Linked DNA regions of Oryctolagus cuniculus: region 2 is linked to region 1. Evidence: chromatin contacts called from public Micro-C data. All regions are on one chromosome and are shown on one strand. Each heading gives the region's core, a stretch centred on a gene start, on an enhancer-like site or on the middle of the called end of the contact. The rest is flanking DNA. Distances are from core to core; before and after follow the strand shown. Region 1 holds the start of INCENP (inner centromere protein). Region 2 holds the start of TMEM258 (transmembrane protein 258).

What was found. A called contact is a pair of places that touch in the nucleus more often than the background predicts.
Region 2: a contact with region 1 is called in a Micro-C map of ear pinna, with 6 times the contacts expected there. The contact joins the promoter of TMEM258 here to the promoter of INCENP in region 1. A contact is called at or near these places in 3 of 6 Hi-C or Micro-C datasets (ear pinna, psoas muscle and an unstated tissue).

What each region holds. Positions count from the first base shown.
Region 1 is chr1:10,146,131-10,148,830 of mOryCun1.1, forward strand. It overlaps INCENP (inner centromere protein), which reads right to left and starts at 1,286. Exons shown (of 18, transcript XM_008274397.4): 1 at 1,125-1,286.
Region 2 is chr1:10,441,461-10,444,322 of mOryCun1.1, forward strand. It overlaps TMEM258 (transmembrane protein 258), which reads left to right and starts at 1,312. Exons shown (of 4, transcript XM_002721019.5): 1 at 1,312-1,448. The coding sequence starts at 1,446. FEN1 (flap structure-specific endonuclease 1) reads right to left here and starts at 1,163. Exons shown (of 2, transcript XM_008274406.4): 1 at 974-1,163.

The DNA of each region.
Region 1 (2,700 bases), core at 36-2,535:
ACTTTTCTAATATTTGTGCAAATCGGCAAGGTGGGTGAGAACTTCTTTGACAAAGTCCAAAGCAGCATTTGGACTTCTTCCGCAGGGAAGTGTATACTGGGCCGTTTAAAAGAGGTCCCCACATGTAAGAACACAGGTGCATGTCCCGGAAAGGCGAGTGGGGCCTGCGTACAAAGAATCAGACCCCAGGGAAGAGCAGCAAAAACCTCATCTTCAACCCGGGTAACAACCCGTGCAGACACACAGCACCGACACTCCTCCAAGGAAGAAGGGAGCCCCGCTGCCTCTCCACAGTCTCCCTTCCACTCCAAACCCAGCCTGCACGCCCCACAGGCCTTCCCGGGCCCTCCTCCCCGCTCCTGCTCCATTTAGAGCTGCAAAACGGTGGCCATAGCTCCACCGCAATGGTCCTGGTAGCTGCTCCCTGAGCCCCGGCATCGCCTCTCGCACTGCTCACCACACTCTGCAGCACACGCATGTGCAGATGAGAACCAGGCGAAGAGAAGCGAAGTCACAGACGCCCAGCAAATCAGGAGCAGAGCCCGGATTTAAACTCCGCTCTTAACCACCTGCTAGACCAACCCCCCGGATATCAGCTTCCGCAGGCCGGCGCCCAGGCCGGCTCTGGACGCCCCGGGGACAGCCCACGGGGGCCGGATGGAACGCAACGCGCCGGGCAGGGACACATCAGGGGCCGCACGGGCGGTTTAAAATGCTGCCCGGCGGGGCGCGGAGAGGGGCGGGCGACCAGGGGTCTGACGGCGATAAAACGCCGAGTGGCGTGCATCCGCCCAACAAGCCGGTCGGCTTCGGGCTTCCTGCGGCCCTAAGTCAACACAGAGCCTCCGAGGCAAGCGACGAGGTCCTGGGCACCCGGTGGGGGAGGGGACGGGGTTATTCTCGGGGGCCCCGGGGGCCCCGGGAGGAAGTGGAAGCGGGCGGCGGCATCTCGGACCGCCGGACCAACGCAGGTCACCTCGCCGCTCGGAAGAGATGACCCCTGCATGCCCAGGCCACTTGGGATCGGGGGTCACGCCCCTGACCCGGAGCGGGCAGTGAGGAGCCCAAGAGGCTGGGAACCAATGCCAACCTCCCCGGCGCCGGCGGCGGCCGCGCGCACTCACCTGACTGCACCGCGTCTCCCGAAGCTGCTATCCACGTCCGGCGGTCTTCCTAGCCGGGAAGCCGCCTGCCCAGACCCACGCAGCTCCCGGTCTTCAGGGTTCGCCGCACCAGAGAAGCAACCGAGCCGTGCAGCGCGGGCGAAATCTACGATTTTCAAAACTGAAGGCTCAACCAATCGTCGGCAAGTTTATCCGGGCGGTTGCAAAAATCTAAGCCAATCAGGTAGCAAGAATTACCACTCTGGCTTTCTATTGGCTGTCTGAGATGGCAATCTCCGGGACTAAGAGGCGGGGAAAGGAAGCGTAGACGCTTTAAGCCTCCTCCACTTCCGGGAGCCGGCTGGTGTCGGACTGAGCCGGTAGCGCTGGGTCCGCTGAACGGGCGCAGCCTCGCAGGCTCGGAACTACAAGCCCCAGCGTGCACTGCGAAGGCGCCCGGCGGCATGGGGAAGGGGGATGGAGGGGGAACCCAGCGGCTGGGCGCAGCGCTGTGCTGGCTTTGTGTCCAAAGTTGTTCCCCCGAGCGTGATGACAGCCTCGCGACATCTGTCACTCGCTTTGTAAAGCCTCCCGGAGCTTGAGACTAGAGGGCGCCTTCTGTCGCCTCCGGGGACAGTCACCTGCGTCCCCCCGGGCTGGCCTCCAAAGGCGGGCTTGCGTGCACGCACACACCTTGTGCACAAGGGGCAGAGGCCAGGGACGCCTCTGCGAGGAGAGCAGGGCAGCCCGGCTCAGCAAAGGGCTGGCTGTGGGGCCCCAAACGCAGGGGACTGTCCTGCCGTCTGGAAACCCCGATTTAGACGACCCTTTTCCTCTGTGCGTCGGCGTTGCCGGTCCTTGGGAAATAAGGCAGTTAAATCCGGGAGAGAGTTGCACAGCTGCGTTTTTTGCAGCTTTATTCACGATAGCCAAGAGGTGGAAGTAGCCTAATGTCTGTCAACAGATAATGGAATATTATTCAGCCCTTAAAAAGGAAGGAAAAACACACCATATGCTACAGCATGGATGAACCTTGAGGGTATTCTTCTTTTTTTTTTTTTTTTTTTTTTTTTTTTTTTTTTTTTGACAGAGTTATAGATAGTGAGAAAGAGACAGAGAGAAAGGTCTTCCTTCCGTTGGTTCACTCCCCAAATGGCCGCTACGGCCGGTGCTGCGCCAATCTGAAGCCAGGAGCCAGGTGCTTCCTCCTGGTCTCCCATGCGGGTGCAGGGCCCAAGCACTTGGGCCATCCTCCACTGCCTTCCCAAGCCACAGCAGAGAGCTGGACTGGAAGAGGAGCAGCCGGGACTAGAACCCAGCACCTATATGGGATGCCGGCGCTGCAAGGCGGAGGATTAACCAGGTGACCCACGGCACCGGCCCGCCTTGAGGGTATTTCACTAAAGGAAATGAGCCAGTCGCAAATAGATGTTGCATGATTTCCATTTACCTGAGATGTCAACAGTAGCTAACTTTTTTTTTTTAAGATATAATTATTTATCTGAAAGAGAGAGAGATGTCTTCCACTCGCTCACTCCCCAGATGGTCACAAGAGCCAGGGCTGGACCAAGCAGAAGCCAAGAGCCTGGAACTCCAT
Region 2 (2,862 bases), core at 62-2,561, 300 kb after region 1:
GGTAAAGCCGCCGCCTGTAGTGCGGCATCCCATATGGGCGCTGGTTCTACTCCCGGCTGCTCCACTTCCGATCCAGCTCTCTGCTATTGCCCGGGAAAGCAGTAGAAGATGACCCAAGTGCTTGGGCCCCCGCACCCGCGTGGGGCACCCAGAAGAAGCTGCTGGCTCCTGACTTCAGATCGGCGCAGCTCTGGCCATTGCGGCCATCGGGGAGTGAACCAGCGGATGGAATCTCTCTCTCTGCCTCTCTGTAACTGTGCTCTTCAAATAAATAAATAAATACTCTACAACCAACCTCCTCAGTCTGGGAACCCAATCGAAAGGCTGTGCTCGGGGCTGCCTTTTCGGTGCCCTCTTCCCGCCAACCTCTCACCCTTCCTTCACGGTCCATCTCCTTCTAGCTCCCCTGTGAATGCCCGTGGCCAAGCCCTGGCCTTGAGTCCGGGCGCCCGCGTGCACCATCGGCGTCACAGCGCACTTCGCTCTGGGCTTCTCCACTCTGTGACAACCGAGCCTGTCTTGCGGATTCCCGCTGCGTTAACCGGCGATCTTCCGCCATGACCCAGGTGCCCGAGACGGAACCCACCCGGTCCTCGGGTTCGGGTCCCCAAGCGGGCAGCACTGTTAGCCCGTGTGCCCAGAGCAGAGCACGTCGCTCTGCGAGCCGCGGGCGCTCTCGGCGGCATTCAATACAGCAGCCAAGGGGCCTCAGCAAGCGAGGCTGCGAACAGGCTTTGCGTCCAAAGCCTTAGTTTAAAAAATAACAATAATAATAAAAAATAATACCCCACGACCTCATAACGTGGTAGTTATGGGCCTCCTTCTACAAGCAAAGGAGGGGCTCGGAGGTTATGCAAAAGATCCCAAATCCCACAACGGGAAAGTGGCGGGACGGCCTGAGAACCCGCGAGCGACAGGGCACCCGGCGCAAAGCGGCCCCCGTCGCTCTCAGGAGCGTCCCATGGAGTCTCACCTGGCCTTTGCGGCGCGAGGCCTGGGCAGGTAGCGCTTCGCCAGGTGTTGCCCAGCACAGTCCTAAGCTCCGCTCCCCTCAGCTCTTGTCGCGGGCAGACCCTCACTCCGCCGCCTTCCAAAGCCCGCGCTCCCGTCACGTGACCGGCCCGCGGCGCACAGCTTCCTGGGGAGCGTAGTGCACGCTCTGGCTCTCTCGAACACCTTGCTCCCAAGGCAAACAGTTTCGCTAGGGAGAAAGGACTCGCTCAGCTAAGCCTTCCCTATTCTTGCGTTGCTCACTCTGCTCCAGGAGTAGGGTACTACATCAGGCCCCACAGATCCCAGCTCCGAGCACACCTGAAACTAAAAGACTACAAGTCCCACAATGCCATTCGCACGAGAGCACTTCCTCTTCCGGACGAACAAGGCGCCTGCTCCTGCCGACGTGTTCTTCCGGTGGCGGAGTGGCGACTTAGGCTGTGCCCGGCAAAATGGTGAGAGGGATGAGGGGAGTTCTGAGCAGGGCGGAGAGCACGGCTCGGGGTCTGATTCACACCGCGTACTTTCGCGGAGGTCTCAAGTCCAAGATTCAGATGTTGGAGCGCTCCTGGGGCCCCGGTTTGAGCTGAGGGGCGAGGAAGGACTTGCCATGGACTCCGTAGGCTGAGATGTAGCCCCGCTGGGCTTCAGCTCCTGCTGTTTATAAAGGGTGAGGGGTGTGAGGTGCACTTTGAGTACCCTGGAACTTGTGTGTGTGTTCCCTGTGATCTCTAGAAAGTTCTTCCCCCGCCTTGTACTCATCCCACAAGGCCCTGGCCAGTGTCTGGACTCTCACGGGCACTTGGTCCCCTTCTCTTGGGAGCGCCCCCAGCCTCTGCACAGACCTCTTGCCACGTTTCTTGGCCGCCTTTGTTTTCTGCCACGCCTCCTAGTGACCACCATCTGACGCGCCTCTAGCTCTGGGTGATGTCTATTAGCCTTTGTATTCCCGGTGCCCAACACAGGGCCCGTAATTGGAGGCTGGATAAATAGCCGCGATTGTCTTCATCGTTCTTAGGGGGGTGAGGGGGACATAATTGTTTACTGAATTCAATTCCAGTATCTCTTGGAACAATGGGGTCAGTTTACTTCTCCCGAGTTGTTATGTTCTGGATTTTAGAAGCGTTGGCTTAGTGGGTGACAATGGAAGTGAACATTTGTACAAAACTTGACGTGTGTAGCCTCTTTCACAGGCATTATCTCATCATCTTCCTTGCAACCTTAGGAAGGAAACAAACACCTATTGAACAGCTACTGTATGTGGGGCACTAAACTAGATGGTGGACATGCATCAGCTTTCTTAAATCATACAGCAACTCTGTGTCAGATAGATATTATTTTTTTAAAAGATTTTATTTATTTGAGACACAGAGTTGCAGACAGAGGGAGAGACAGAAAGATCTTCCATCCACTGGTTCACTCCCCAAATGGCCACAACTTTCAGAACTGGGCCAAACCAAAGCCAGGACCCAGGAGCTTCTTCCTGGTTTCCCACGTGGGTGCAAGGGCCCAAGTACTTGGGCCATCTTCTACCACTTTCTCAGGCCATAGCAGAGAGCTGGATCGGAAGAGGAGCAGCCGGGACACGAACAGGTGTCCAAATGGGATGCCAGTGCTGCAGGCAGACACTTAGCCCACTCACTGTGCTACAGTGCGGGCCCCAAATAGATGTTATTGTAACCACTTCACCAAGACTCAGATTACTTGTTGGAGCCAGAATTCTAACTGTTTTCTTTTGCTTATGGGTCCTGAGAATCCATAAACGTGTAGTGGGAGGAATTCTCCATTAGAAATTGAGATTAGGTACCAGTCCAGGTCCGTGCCTTGTAGCAGGGATCCCCAGCTTGGTGTCTGTAGGCATACATCCAC